5 separate regions of the Mus musculus genome follow, and all the other regions are linked to region 1. Evidence: chromatin contacts called from public Hi-C and promoter capture Hi-C data. All regions are on one chromosome and are shown on one strand. The core of a region is the stretch at or near the end of the contact, and the rest is flanking DNA. Distances in the headings are between cores, read along the strand shown. Region 1 holds the start of Pnpla8 (patatin-like phospholipase domain containing 8). Region 2 holds the start of Lsmem1 (leucine-rich single-pass membrane protein 1). Region 3 holds the start of Arl4a (ADP-ribosylation factor-like 4A). Region 4 holds the start of Immp2l (IMP2 inner mitochondrial membrane peptidase-like (S. cerevisiae)). Region 5 holds the start of Dock4 (dedicator of cytokinesis 4).

Region 1 (2,755 bases), core at 159-2,658:
CAAGCAAACCAGGAAGCACTGAAGGAAAGGATCCTCTTAAAAGCAAAGGATAGTAAACCGAATAAAATACAAGCGATTGGGAGTGAGTTGGAACTGGAGGTGAAACAAGAGTCTAGCTCTGACCTTTGCACAAACGTTATGTGCCCCAAATAAAGTAACAAATCCCATCTTTACTGGCTGAAAAAAACAACTTCAAGTACAGACTGTTCTTGTATCAATTCTGCATGGGAAAGTATGGATGTATTAATATAGACTAGTGCAGCTGACCTTTTCACTAATCTGACATCATTATGAAGAGGGCCACTGTTACCAAGATTTTAAAATTAGATGGAGAAATACAAAACAAGATAGAGAATAGAACAATTAGCAAAAACTATGAAGCGAGGTCTTTATATTGGAGATTCATCTAATATGCATACCGAATTTCACAAAATAGCTATATGGAATTTGGTACAACTGACTGCTTCACTAAAACATAAGCTTTTCAATTCACTCTTATGTACTTTTATAATAATCCTCACTTTTTAAAAACATTCTTCCCATTTCCTTGTGGTAATGAACCGCCTTGAGAACCTGAAATATATTTTTGACAATCAGGAATTCGGTCCATAATACAACTTGGAAATGAAAATGGTAATTTTAAATGCATTCTAGGATAGCCGCTTATGTCACATCTATCTCCTAAGATATTCCTTGAAGGTCACTTTTCTTTAAAGTTATTGCTGTAATGGGCGTGAAAACTGGTCGTACCACCCCCCGCCCCGCCCCCAGCATCATGACAGAAATGACAGTGACAAGAGGCTCTGCAACCTGCTGACTCATACAGTTTTTTTCATCTTTTAAAAGGGACGCGCATCTGGTTCTGCTTAAGCAACAGCGCACTGGGATAGGACGGGAAGAAAAAGCAAATCGCTGAGAAGTAAAAATATCCAGCCACCAAAACACAAAGCACACGCTGCCCAGTCAAGGTCGAGGTAGATCAGAGAAAACGTCGCGTCTCCAGTGATCTGCCAGAGAACAGCCCATTCAGGACCCGGCGTGCCACTGCAGAGAGGGGCTGGGCGGGACCACCGGCGGGGGCGGGGCGCAACCAACCAAAACACCCGGCGGCCACGCCCGCGGCATCGGGGCGTCGGGGCCAAGCGCCCGCCAGGACCCCGAGGCCTGCGTATCGGGCCTCCGAAACGCCCGCGGGAGAGCCCGGCGAAGCGCCCACGCCACGGAGGCCACCTGCCACCCCGCCGCCTTCCGGCCACTCACCGGGACGCAGGCAGTAGTCACGGGCGCCGCGGCCGCCACTCGCCTCCCGCCAGCTCTGAGGTCCGCATCGGCCCGCCCGGCCTGCTCGCAGCTGCGGCGCCCGGACCCCAAACACTGGCGTGACCAGCACCACCCACCGCTACGCCCCGCCCCCAGCGGAAGTGACGCAAGCTCTAGGGCCTGTTTTTCTGCCTTCTGCCCTCCTAAGCCTACGTAATAGGGCGTGGCTGTGGAGAGAGGGAGGGGCGGGGAGTTTGTTGGAGCTGAGTGCTTGGGAGAGGCACCGCTTCGGAAGGGGCAAGTGCTACTTTTATGATCTGTTGTGACGGTTAGGCGGAGATCAATGGCTTTTAATCTCAGCGCTGTCTCAGAGTAGAGTGCCTGGTTGCTTGCTTGCGGGTTACCAATAGTTCAGAAATAAGTTCAGCTGGGCTGAGCGTGCCAGAAGACTCTGCGCGCGCTGTGTTGCCTAGGTTCCAGGGAACCGCTTTAACCGCAGCCTGGATGTGAGCAGCCTGGCTGGACCCTGTGATCCTGCTGTGGTGATACCTCCTCTTTGTTTCTAGAACAGCTACGGGGTCTGTCAACTTAAAAGCTCTTTGTCATATACCATCTTGTGGGAGTTAGCGTGTACTACCCCTTTGATGGTCTTGTAATCAACACGTTGAAATTTTTGTATACCAGGGAGGCAAACTACAACCCGCCACAGGTCTAGTGCTATCTAGTTAACTAGACCATCAGATTAGGACCTCAGTGTTCACCTTCAAGAGTAGCAGAGGGCCAGCCCTTAAAATGAAAATGATTGTAAAGCCCTTTAGGAAGGGCATTACATGTGCTGCCAGATTCACTGACAGTTTTTAATTAAGGGGCTTTGGATTACAGAGGTTAAACATTACAAAGGTAAAAAATGTAGTAGGCCTATAAACTCGAGGCGAGAGCAGGCTACATGAGGAGACCTTGACGTTTCTTTCCCCTAAAAATTAAAGAAAAAAAAGAAAAAAGAGTAAATGAGCATACTAGGCATTTGGTTAACACATGATATTGGGTTGTGTCTACCATACTGTCTGGTAAACCCTAGCAGTGTATTAGCTGTTAAATAGCCTCACAACAGCTCAAATATGTACTCCAAAAATTAAGAAAGGCTTGGAAATAACTTTAGCTCTTGATTTTTTTATTATTAATTTACTAATATTAAAATACCCTGACACTATTGAAATGGTAGAAGGTCAGAACTATTACCATAGTGAGCTGTCAGCTCCAGGTTCTGACACAACAAAGAGTAGAGTTTAGAACAGTAGGCAAAGGGGGTGGTCATTGGATGGAAGATTACTAAGAAATGACATCACGTCAAAGGTAACAGACATTCTTGCTGAAAAGAAGCAGATTCTTGGTGAGAGAAGATGAGAATGACCAGATACCAAGAGTGGGGATTAATTTCATATCAACTTAGACGATTCCTCCTAACACTGGACTTAGATAGGTCCAAGGCAGAGGC
Region 2 (2,700 bases), core at 177-2,676, 4.1 Mb after region 1:
TAAAGCCAGGTGCCTTCAGACAGGTTTGATGGATGGACACATGCATGGGGTTGTCTCATCGCTGCCACTTTACCCTCCCTGGCAGTGGAGGCTGTTTCCCATCTCTGGAGGACTAGTACTTGAGGTTATAATGTTAGAAGAAGGGGAAAACAGCCATCAAAACTGAAGCAAGTACTTCTGAGATGATAGGGGATTTGGGACAGATTGGGTAGTTAGAAGAGTTTTGGTTTTTGACCTGCATGACTAGATGATGGGAACATCTTCATTTTTTCTGAGCTTAGTTTTAATACAGGTGACAGCACTTAATGATAAAGGTATCAAGTGCATGGTCTTCTTGGTTCTCAAGCTATGGGAAGACCAAAAAATGTGAGATTCCTGTTCTCTGACAGTATAATAATGTCCCTAAAGAACCGTGTAAGAGAAGCTGGAACACACAGAGCTATAGAATGAGCGGGCACTTGTGAGCGAAGGCAGATCTTAAACAACTGCAAGTCTGTTTTCATCCAAACTGTGTGTGATCTGGCACCCGGAGCTTGCAGGCCCCAGCTCTCACTGTAGTACCTATTGTGTACACCAGAGGGCAGAAACTGCCTGCCACTTGTGGAAAGGAAACAAGGCTGCTATTTCCAAAAGGCAGGTGCGCTTCTGAAGCCCATTTTGGATGGAATGCTGAAGTGTGCAATCTTTGCACCCACAGACACTTTTTGTAAAGCTAATTGAAAGCCCAGGAGTCCCCGGACCTGCTGCTATAGTTTAGATCTCTGAAGTCTCCTTAAAGAAAAGTGTAGAAGGCTTGCATGGTCACCAGCCTGGAACCGCTGGAGAATGGTGGATCTTTAGGTGTGAGGCTTGGTTGAAGACAAGTCTTTGGCCCTTTCCTCTCAAGCCTCTTCTTTCAGCTGTACCTGTTACCATGTTTTCTATTTCTGCAAGCCTAGATCAGAGGTCTGAAACGGGGGGCGGGGGGGGGGGCTAGTATAAAGCTGACTTATTTTGGATACAGGGATGGAAATCTAACACATCAGCCACTCCGCTAGTTGTGTTATCACAGCTATCCTCCCTGTTTACTGAGGTCTCTGCACACCAGATGTCCCAGTGGCAGCTCCTGCCTGCTGCAGGGTATTTATACACAGGAGCACAGCACAGCAGAAGCGCTAGCTAGGAAATGTGCTGTCAGACGATACAGCCACTTCCACTGAGTAAGGACTTTCAACTTGAGCTTCATATGAACCACATCAGTTACCAACTGAATCCAGGCTTGCCGGTCTGTTGTTTTAAAGCAAAGCTTCACCAATTCGTATCTTAAACTCGGACATGAGAGCGGAAGCCACTGCAGGGAATCTTGTTATCGCTTGGCTACATTTACACTAAATATAGACCACCAATTATGTGCTGGGTTTACGGGCCTCAGGGGAGCACTTGTGAGCAGCAGGAAGATTAAGAGCGAACTACAGAACTGGTAGAAAGTTTGGCTGTAGTTGTTCCTGAGTAGTTGTCTTTTCTAGGAAACCGAGCATTGGAGGCTCACGTCTTTGTAAGTAATTTGCATGCTATTTCTTACTGAGACCGAATGATGATTTTTGAGTCCTTGGGGTTTTGATTGCATGTATTCTGTGCTTTTCGACTGCTCATAGAAAAGATGTAGACTTGATTTTTAAAATTACCTCCTGACTTGGAGGCATGAACTCAGGAATGCCGTTCATACGTGGCCGTGGCTCACTCAAGGAAGCATCGTATTAAGCTTTGAGTTCAGCCTTCATTGGTAAACAATTCTGAGTTCGTAGCATACAATATGGTTTTCTGCTTTGATACCAATACCTGCAGGGAGAATGTACAATGAGTTTTTTTTTTTCAGAGACAATTTTTATTTGTTGAAGTGTCCTACTGGTAGAGAATCAAGCAATTATTAGATGATGAAAGGCTCAGCTGTTAGCAGTGATCAAGAACACGGGAAAATGAAACTACTTACGTGTCTGAGTTCCAGGATCAGAAAAGAATCTGCCCAGTGGAGCTCGGCAGGAAGGCCAAGTTAGTGCGACACGGAATAGGTAGTGACACTCTGCAGCGGCCTCGGTGGTTGTTTCTGAATGCCCTCATTTCAGCTTCCAAAGATAGCAAGGGCTGGTGTTGACAGCTGTGGGTTCTGGTTTTCAAGGTGTGTCCTTGTATCCGTTTACTGGCAGAGTCCCTCAGAAGCCACCTGCAGGCCCTTGGAGCCCATGAATCACACTGCCTTTTTTTCCTCTACTAGCTTGTCTTTCATTTTAACATGTCGCAACACTGAAAAGGCTTATTGAAAAAACATCTACCAACATTGTGAGCTCGCTGTAAAGATGTCTCCTTCTAGAGGACTCCATTATTTACTTGGTCTATTTTAGATTTAGAAAAAAAATCTTGAACAAATTTTATGACAGATTTTATTCTAAATTATGTGTGTGGGCGGGGCATGTTTATGCCACAACACTTACTTGGAGGTCAGAGGACAAGTTGCAGGAGTTGGTTCCCATCGAACAAAGGTGAAGGAGATTGAGTTCTGGCTACCAGGCTTAGTGCCATGTCTCCGTAGCTTAGCTATCTTGGCATCGCCTTCTTAGTCTGTGGCAAGCAAAGTTTAGTAACTGGACTATTACTTTAAAAGTAGGACCTTTTAGCAGTGACTTTTGTAGCTAGTCTTCCTCTCCTCCTCCTCCTCCTCCTCCT
Region 3 (2,700 bases), core at 80-2,579, 4.2 Mb after region 1:
AAGGTGAGCAGTGGTGAGGGTGGTGCATGCCTTTAATCCCAGCACTTGGGAGGCAGAGGCAGGCAAATTTCTGAGTTTGATTCCAGCCTGGTCCAGGGCTACATAGAGAAACCCTATCTTGAAAACCAAAACCAAAAATCAAACAAACAAAACCAAAAACCAAACCAAAACAAAACAAAAAACCCCAAACCCAAACAAACAAGCCCCGAAAACCAAAACAACAAAACAACAGAAAAACTAAACCACAAAGAAACAAAAACAACAGAAAGAAGCCCAATCCTTTCTACTATTCATAAAATAAATACTACTGGCTATGGTAATTTTAAGATCAGGAAATTTCTTAGGAAAGTTACAATCTATCTATCTATCTATCTATCTATCTATCTATCTATCTATCTATCTATGTATCTATTGAGTCACGGTTTACTACGTAGCCTTGGCTGGCCTGCAACTCTCTATGTAGACCAGGCTGGCCCTGAAGCATCCAGATCTGCCTGCCTCTGCCTCTCAAGTGCTTGGCCAGAATCTAGTTTAAAATACACTTTTAAATTGCACTATTATTATAGCCTTCCAGATAAAAATTTCTTGTAGGTTCTACCAAGCTTTAAAATGCCCTTTGTTTGTTTTTCTAAACATCTTTAAAAGATTGCTGGTCACGTTTTATAATTGGTTCATGACCAATTTGGTTCATTCTGTTTTTACAAAGACTGGAATATTCACAAAAACGACAGTTTGCCTCCTAAGGCCAAACATAGTGGTACACAATTACACTATGGAGCCCAATGTGCTTTACCACTAGTCATAAGTTACCAGCTGCAGCTTCATCACCCGTTCTTCTTGGGCTACTGGAAATATTTAGCGTTTCCAAAGTGCGTTTCTTCCTCCTTAATAGGGGCATTGGTTCCTGTTCCAACTTGTGGGGCGTAGACTCACTTAGGAGGTAGCGCTTGGCTTACAAAAGGTAGGCTACCATCCTAGCCAGCACATGCTAGGGAGGGCGGCAGCGCAGACTCCCCCAGGCTGCCTTGTGACGTGACGTAAGGGACCCACCCGGCCAGTGTCCTCCAACATCAAGGACCCTGAATCAACACCGCGGTCGCCCAGAGGCCGCCCTAGGGTGACAGGAAGAGGGGCGGTACCGGCGACGCCCTCCCGCACCCAGCCTGGGGCGGCAGAAAGACCGAGAACCCGCGGCCGAAGCCCCGCCCGTCTGCGCCGGCGGCGGGCGCCGAAAGGGTTGGAACGTGACCTTGTTTGGGCGTTGCTAGGAGACGCGGCCAGCACGCGCGCGCGCGACCCCCGCGGGCAGGCGCGGCGCGAGGGGCGGAGCCGCGGCCCGGAGCGAGGCTGGCGAGCACCGTTAGCCCGGCTGGCGCGCGGCGTCGGCCCGGCCGCCGTCAGGCCTCGCCGCTGCCCGGGGACAGACTCCCCGGCGGCTGACAGCCGCGGAGGCGGGACGACGGAGGACCGTCAGCCAGGTGAGTGGCGCGGGGTCATGTTGGAGAAGAGGCCTGCGGCGGGGCGGAGGCAGTATTGCCGGAGGCGTTCGGTGTGTAGAGGGGCTGGCGCGGCCCAGCGAGCCTGGGCGCACGGCGAGCTGAGGCGCGGTGGGCCGCTCCCGCCGCGTAGGGCCGCGTCACCGTGGCCCATGCTGCAGGTGCGCGAGGCGGCCGAGCGACCGGACCTGCAGCAGGGGCTCGGCGTCCTTTGCGATGCCTGCTCGTTTCCCACTCAGGGCAACAGGTGGTGCCGGAGGGCCGAGAGCGAGCCCTGGCGCTGCCGCCCTGGGAGTGGCAGGCACCCTTGCCAATTAGGGCGCCGGGGCGGGAGTGGCAGGGCGGCCCTGACGCGCTGACCAATGGGATCGCGGGGCCTGGGTGGGCCGTGAGGGTGGGCGTGGCCAGAGGCCGAGTCTGGGCTTCCCTGTGGGGCGTCCGCCAGAGCGGCGCGGAGGTCTCGGTTGAGAGGAGCTGTGGCGTGTTCCTCGCGGGGAGAGAGAGAGAGACACATCAGCCAATGTCCCTCCATTGGAATCCCGACTCCAGCCCGGGAGGTGAGAGCTTTGGTAGCGGGGACGGAGCCAGGAAAGTGAGCCTGGGTGCCGGGTGAGACGTGCCTGGTTAGATCTCCCAGATAGGGCTGCTTTTTTTGAGTTTTCTGCTAAGAAAAGGCACTTTAGTGGTGGATACGGTGACCGGCACCAGATAGTGGCGCCTGGGTTGTCTTCAGAATGAGCTTTTGAGGTTCGGGGATCGTAGAGAATAGAGAAAAGTACACGTTACTGCAGTTAGAGTGGATCGAAGAAAGCCTTTGGGTGACAGTTAGGCATCGTTTGTTTTGGATTGAATACATCTACTACCTCATCTGGTGTGTTTACTCACAGCAAGTTTTATTAAGTCCCTCATGTGCTTATTTTTGGCGAAAGTAGAGAAACCCCATTTTTAATGTGCTCACAGTAATAACTTACTCATTTCCTCCCCAGCAATCGCGTAGCCCGATCACCCAGGAAGAGAAATTGTAAGCAGATAAGAAGAACGCGTTCAGTTTGAGACACCATTTGCAGCTGGAAATGGGGAATGGACTGTCAGACCAGACTTCCATCCTGTCCAGCCTGCCGTCCTTTCAGTCCTTTCACATTGTTATTCTGGGTTTGGACTGTGCTGGAAAGACAACAGTTTTATACAGGCTGCAGTTCAACGA
Region 4 (2,700 bases), core at 3-2,502, 3.2 Mb after region 1:
GCTTGCTGTTCTTGCTTATAGCTAACCTGTGTTTTAAGTAAAAGTTGGCGGAGATGAATGTAAAACTGGAGGGTTTCGAACCTGAAAGGAACTGTGTTTCCTATCACCAGACAGAGACTAGGAGAAGGGCAAGTCTTAGGGAGGAACCAATGAAGAGAGATGATAACTTGAAATCAGTCAACTTCCCAGGACTTCAGCTTTTCAGAAAAGCACCTCAATGCCTGAGATAGGACCTCCCCCAATTCCTCTGTAATTCTGAAAGACCTGAGAACTAGAAGTATATGAAATTGCCTGTATGTGGCCCCATGTGCGTTCCCCCACTGTTGAGATTTTAAAATGTAAGGTCCCCGGAGGGATAACTGCCAAGCAGAGCCAAGATTACCTAGGGCCCTACTGTGTCAGGAACTACTGAATGCTACCTAGGAAGACAGGGGACCTGAGAGGAACTATAGCATCAATGTGCCAGGTTAAAGAGGGTCTGAAAGGAAATGAGTTTTCTCTCAGGTGTCTAAAACGCTGCTAAACTTCCAGTCGGCTCTACGGGCTTCTGGAACCTGAAGAAAGGCTTGATCTTGGGACAAGTGACCTTTGAAGGTGGGTTATCCAGTTCCTGATAAAAAGTGGAATTTGGACCCAAGTTGCCTAGGGTAGTTTCCCCACTCGAAAAAGAGTCCTGGCACCTTCCGCCCCTGAGCAATACTTACTTACCCTTTCTCCCGCTCTTCCTCGGTGAGAAGGGGTAAGTGGTAATATTGTACCCTCGCCCAATTTGGCCAAAATCCTAAAAGTAAAAATGACAGAGACAGGTCCTTTAAAATCCCGTGGCTCCAGCCTGAGCAGCTCCCACAAGCTGCTCACCACCCCAGGAGCAGCGCTCCCTCCCGGCCGCTCTGTGGGTCCCCCAGGGCGGGGAGAAGAGGTCGGCTACCCGCCCGGATCGGGGTTCGGGTTCCCTAACTGAGGGAGACAAGAGGACGAACTGAGGGGACAGCCGCGCGGCCTCACTGGAACACGCGCACGCACGCATGCTCGCTACCATCGCGCGGATAGCGGCCGAGCGGCTCCCCACCTCCCAGCAACGCCCACTCGACGGAGGAGAAGCCGGAGATAAGAGACCCTGCCGGGGACACAGAGGGTCTGCTTAAGCCCACCCGCGTGCCAAGCCGCCCGGACCCGCCGCCCCATTCCCCGCGCACCCGCTGCGCAGCTCAACCCAGGGGAAGTCCCCGCGGCACGCTCCGCCCTCCGCCGCGGCACGCCCCGCCCTCCGCCGCCGCTCGCCCCGCCCTTTGCCGCCGCTCGCCCAGACCCGACCCCCAGCTGGGCGGCAGCCGGAGACTCCGCCTACTACTACGGAAGTCCCGCCCCCGAAACGCGGCTCAAGGTGGATCCGCAGCCAGAATTGGGTTTACGTCAGATCAGGGGGCGGTACTGACCGTCTAGAGGTTCCAAGTGTTAGAAGCCTTAGGTCTAAGCCCTAGGTCGAAGCCTGGCATGGCTAAGAGGGCAAGGAAAAGCAGCAAGTTATCAGAAGCTATCTTCAGCTTCTTCCCTTAGACCAGGAACCCAGACTGGACTTCTTGTGTTGTTCTGTGGTTTTGTTATTGTTTTGTTTGCACATGGGTAACTTCGGGTTTGCTTCCTCTAGCAAGCCAAAAGAAAAAAATCCAGAACTTTTTTTTTTTTTTTTTTTTTTTTTGCTTCAGAGAAACTAGGGTTGTTTTTTTTAATATACTTAAGCTTTTGCTCGTTAATTGTAAAAAATCTTAACTGTGTAATTACAACCTAGAAAAACACTGTAACTAACAGAATATAGACAACAAAATTAATTTGCTTTTTCTAGCCCTCCTCAGTTGTATCTTTATCTTTTCTTGCTTTACCCTTTTAGATAATGCTGAACTATCATTCTCAAGTTTACATAGCGCATAATGTTCTGACACTCAGCATTCAAAATTAACTCTAAAGATGGGAGAGTGTAAGAGACTTAAATGGAGCCGAGCAGTGGTTGCACGTACCTTTAGTCATCACAGCACTGCTAAGGCAGAGGCAGGTGAAGCCAGCCTGCTAGCCTGATCTACAGAGCTAGTTCCAGGACAGCCAGGCCTACACAGAGTAAACCTCTCTCAAAAAAAAAGGGGCGGGGGGGGGGGAGAAGGGGGAAGACTTTAATGGGTTGATAGGCTGATAGTTAATAATTACAAAAGTCTGCCAAAGAAACATGATTGCTCTCCTGTATAGGATGTAGGTACAGTTATTCTTATCTAAAATATTTACTGCGAGGTAAGTTTGATTCTACCAGTGCTTTATCTTGGAGGCCGCCCCTGATGACAGAGCCTATTTACAAATTGGATTGGGCCCTAACAGTAAAGAGACTCCAAATTAAATAGATGTTTGTTCCAGTGAAGAACCAACAGTATGGGATGGCATGAACATACATAAACATCAAAGTTTCTAGAATCCATACAACCTAATCTAGGCCTAGAATATTTTCAGCATCCAAGATTTACTGCAGAATAAACTCACTATTTCTGGTTCTTTCTGAGCGATGGCTGGATGATTCAACTCAGCTGTTCTGGCTCAATTCTTCTCAATGGAAAATGATTCAGTCTGGTTTATCTTGGCTTTTCCTGAATGAATTACTCTACTTGGCCTCATTCTAACTTGGCAGGGTGTTCTAATCTCTGGTTCCTTCTCATTCCC
Region 5 (2,735 bases), core at 46-2,545, 3.8 Mb after region 1:
TGTCAAAGGGGGAGGGGGGTACCCAGCTGAAATCAAACAACAAAAACGGGAACTGTAATCCTACCGACAAGGGAGGAGGGAAGGGAAGGGAGCCTCCTGTATTCATCAGTCAACATTAATGGTCTTTGTTGTTCACCTTTGCACAGAACAGTGAATGCTATCCTGTTCCTTTTTCTCTCAAATCAGTGCCAGGGTAGTCCTCTCCTAAAGCTGCCTGCCAGCCTCTAAGAGCCAGGCTTTCTGACCCTCCTCTCCCTCGTCACTTTCCAGCCGGCCTCTATGACCCCCACTGCGCTCATTCCCTGGTAGAGAAGGTGGCCAGAAGTAAAAACCCTGCCAAAATCTCGGTTCCCCTCCAAGGACCAAAGAGCGCAGGAGCACAGATGTTGAAATTTACCAACCCCCCTGCTCGCAACACACACCCCAAACACCCGGGAGGCGAGGGAGGAAGGAGGCTACGTCCCGACTCCGTCTGTCACAGGGGCTACACTCTGCACTCTGGGAATGCCGACCCCAGCCGCAGGGACTTCGCGCCTCCCTACTGTTTGGGAGTATTCTAGCAGCCGGTTCCTGGTCTCCCTCATCACCCCGGGAAATCTTAGCAGCCCACTGCCAGCTCTCTGCCGCTGTGGGCCAGCAGGGGTAGAAGGGAGAGAAACCCTGTTGGCTTCCCCTTCCAACTTGACACGCAACACGCCCCGCGGCCGCTCCAAACTCCGCCAGCCAGCAGAGACCGGAGCGGCAGTCCGGACGTTCTGGGATCGGGTTCGAGGAGCGCCGAGTGCACGGTGAGGAGCGAGCCCCCCAGTGCTCGCCCCTCAGCCGGAGGCCGGTGCGGCCAAGCCCGGGACCCGCTGTGCAATGCCAAGACCTGGCATTTGCAGCCTGGAGCGGAGCGAGCTGCGTGGGGGCAAGGACCAGAGCGTGGTAAAAGTTCGCCCGCGAGCACTCACCCACGCCGTATTTCTCGTGCTCCGTAGGTATCCACATGGCTATGAAGGGCGTTGAGGGGCTCCGGGCTGTGCAATCCCCGCGCCCCTCCAGTGGCTCACAACAATGCACCGCTCCCGAAGAGCAGCTGTGTCGCTGGAGCACAGCGGATCGCGCGGGCTGCGGCGCTGGGCAGGGTCTGCTCCCGGGGCTCCGGAGCCGGCACTGACACTACACCGCCGAGGCGGAGCCGCCCGCCGCTCTGCCGGCCGCGGCTGCTCACAGCCCTGCGACGCGCTCCCGGGGACCCGGCGGCGCAGTCATTGTTCTGATTCACTGAACTAAGCGAACACGCCGGGGCACTCGCGGGCGCACCCCCGCCCGTCAGCGCCCGTCCAGCGCTGCCTACCCACTGCCTCGCGGCATGCTGGAAGTTGTAGTTCTTACGCTCCCGGCTCCGGAAGGAGGCGGGACTACAGCGGTTGGGGGCGGGGCACCTAGTTAGGCTCGCCACAATCGATTGGTCCAAAATGTGACGGCACAGCATAGGCGTGTAGGAACTCCCTCAGTGAGGCGGCATGCGACCCCAGGCGCGTTTTTATTGGTGTATCACCGCTCCGCCCCGCCTACGGCCCGCCCCTTTCTACTGTGCCAGGTAATGGCTGCTAGTGAGGTCCAGGGGCTTCCTGTGGACCCCCGGGAGGCTGGGGTCCGCGGGGTCCGCGGCGGAATCGGACACACAGATCATGAAGGTGAGTGTGCTGTCCCTTAGGCGCGGGTGATCTGTCTTCCTTCTTCTGTGCCCGAGGTGCAGCTGGCAGCCGCTCAAACCTTTGAAGCTGGTCGGCTGGGAGACCACCTTGGTGCCAGGGAAAAAGCCGCGGGCGGGACCCAGAGATATGGGTTGGGCAGACGGAGGTTGCCAGGCTGAAGCTGTTTTGGGGTGGGAGCAGAAAATGTGAAGAGCTGCCTTCCCGGCCTCTGAGAAAGCTCCTTTGCTGTCTTCCGGTTTGGAATTCTGTGCTTTGCACTTGCCGCCAAGTGGGTGTGGGTCAGGTCTGGGTTGCACACGTGTGACTGTAAAGCTGTGATTAGCCGCTATTTCCTGACTTGTAGCCCTCGCTCTCCCCGGTTTGCTGAATTTGGCTCTGGGAAGGTGTTTTATGTAGTTTGGGACCGGTTTCCAAGTTGGAGACTAGTCACGTCACGGCTCTCTAATACTTATTTGCTGGTTGCAGGTTGTAGTCCTCTTCAAAAGGAAAGGATGTGTGTGTCTCAGGTATCATTTGGCCCTGTAGCCTGGGAGATGTTACATTCTAAGAGAAAGAGAAAAGAGAATTAAATTCACTCCAGCCCTCACAGAATATTTAAAATAGGGTTTTAAAATTCATCACAGCTACTTTGTATCAACCTGACTTTGCTGCTTTCTTCAGTTCCACTGTAGAGACCAAAAGTCAAACTTTCATCATAGACTACCTTTTCTTTTGGTCGCGCTCCACTCCCCACCCATTTTGTTTAAGTGTTAATTTTGGGGGTTAATTTGGGTTCTCAGTCCTTGTTGATGTTTTTTCCATTTAACCTTCACAGCTTTTTATCTCAGTAGCAGGGAAATAAAAGTGCAATTTCTTCCCACTTTCCATGAGTGAGATTCCTATCAATGGGTTTGCCATATATCCCGTACTTATGTTTTTCCAGATCACCAAAATTCCACATTTTAAGATATAAAGTTGGAAGCTTTAATAATTTGGCGGGGGGGGGGGGCGTTGTTTATGGTTTTTGTTTTTGTGGGGGTTTTGGTTGGTTGG

The links. Promoter capture Hi-C pulls out the DNA fragments that hold promoters and counts their contacts. A called contact is a pair of places that touch in the nucleus more often than the background predicts.
Region 2: a contact with region 1 is called in a promoter capture Hi-C map of pre-B cells. The contact joins the promoter of Lsmem1 here to the promoter of Pnpla8 in region 1. A contact is called at or near these places in 2 of 39 promoter capture datasets (the C10 cell line and pre-B cells).
Region 3: a contact with region 1 is called in a Hi-C map of regulatory T cells, with 4 times the contacts expected there. The contact joins the promoter of Arl4a here to the promoter of Pnpla8 in region 1. A contact is called at or near these places in 2 of 39 promoter capture datasets (liver and pre-B cells) and 7 of 484 Hi-C or Micro-C datasets (CD4 T cells, CD8 T cells, the G1E-ER4 cell line and 2 more).
Region 4: a contact with region 1 is called in a Hi-C map of muscle stem cells, with 4 times the contacts expected there. The contact joins the promoter of Immp2l here to the promoter of Pnpla8 in region 1. A contact is called at or near these places in 3 of 39 promoter capture datasets (cranial neural crest, liver and pre-B cells) and 8 of 484 Hi-C or Micro-C datasets (CD4 T cells, CD8 T cells, LSK cells and 4 more).
Region 5: a contact with region 1 is called in a promoter capture Hi-C map of pre-B cells. The contact joins the promoter of Dock4 here to the promoter of Pnpla8 in region 1. A contact is called at or near these places in 2 of 39 promoter capture datasets (liver and pre-B cells) and 3 of 484 Hi-C or Micro-C datasets (CD8 T cells, muscle stem cells and pre-B cells).

What each region holds. Positions count from the first base shown.
Region 1 is chr12:44,267,807-44,270,561 of GRCm38.p6, reverse strand. It overlaps Pnpla8 (patatin-like phospholipase domain containing 8), which reads right to left and starts at 1,408. Exons shown (of 10, transcript NM_026164.2): 1 at 1,261-1,408.
Region 2 is chr12:40,198,041-40,200,740 of GRCm38.p6, reverse strand. It overlaps Lsmem1 (leucine-rich single-pass membrane protein 1), which reads left to right and starts at 1,426. Exons shown (of 4, transcript NM_001033437.2): 1 at 1,426-1,534.
Region 3 is chr12:40,036,616-40,039,315 of GRCm38.p6, reverse strand. It overlaps Arl4a (ADP-ribosylation factor-like 4A), which reads left to right and starts at 1,329. Exons shown (of 2, transcript NM_001039515.1): 1 at 1,329-1,478; 2 at 2,483-2,700. The coding sequence starts at 2,570. Arl4aos (ADP-ribosylation factor-like 4A, opposite strand) reads right to left here and starts at 1,239. Exons shown (of 3, transcript NR_166749.1): 1 at 811-1,239.
Region 4 is chr12:41,022,642-41,025,341 of GRCm38.p6, reverse strand. Immp2l (IMP2 inner mitochondrial membrane peptidase-like (S. cerevisiae)) reads right to left here and starts at 1,252. Exons shown (of 7, transcript NM_053122.4): 1 at 1,197-1,252; 2 at 709-781.
Region 5 is chr12:40,444,613-40,447,347 of GRCm38.p6, reverse strand. It overlaps Dock4 (dedicator of cytokinesis 4), which reads right to left and starts at 1,295. Exons shown (of 53, transcript NM_172803.2): 1 at 954-1,295. The coding sequence starts at 990. Zfp277 (zinc finger protein 277) reads left to right here and starts at 1,558. Exons shown (of 12, transcript NM_178845.3): 1 at 1,558-1,682. The coding sequence starts at 1,589. Gm40406 (a long non-coding RNA gene) reads left to right here and starts at 1,689. Exons shown (of 2, transcript XR_872699.3): 1 at 1,689-2,735.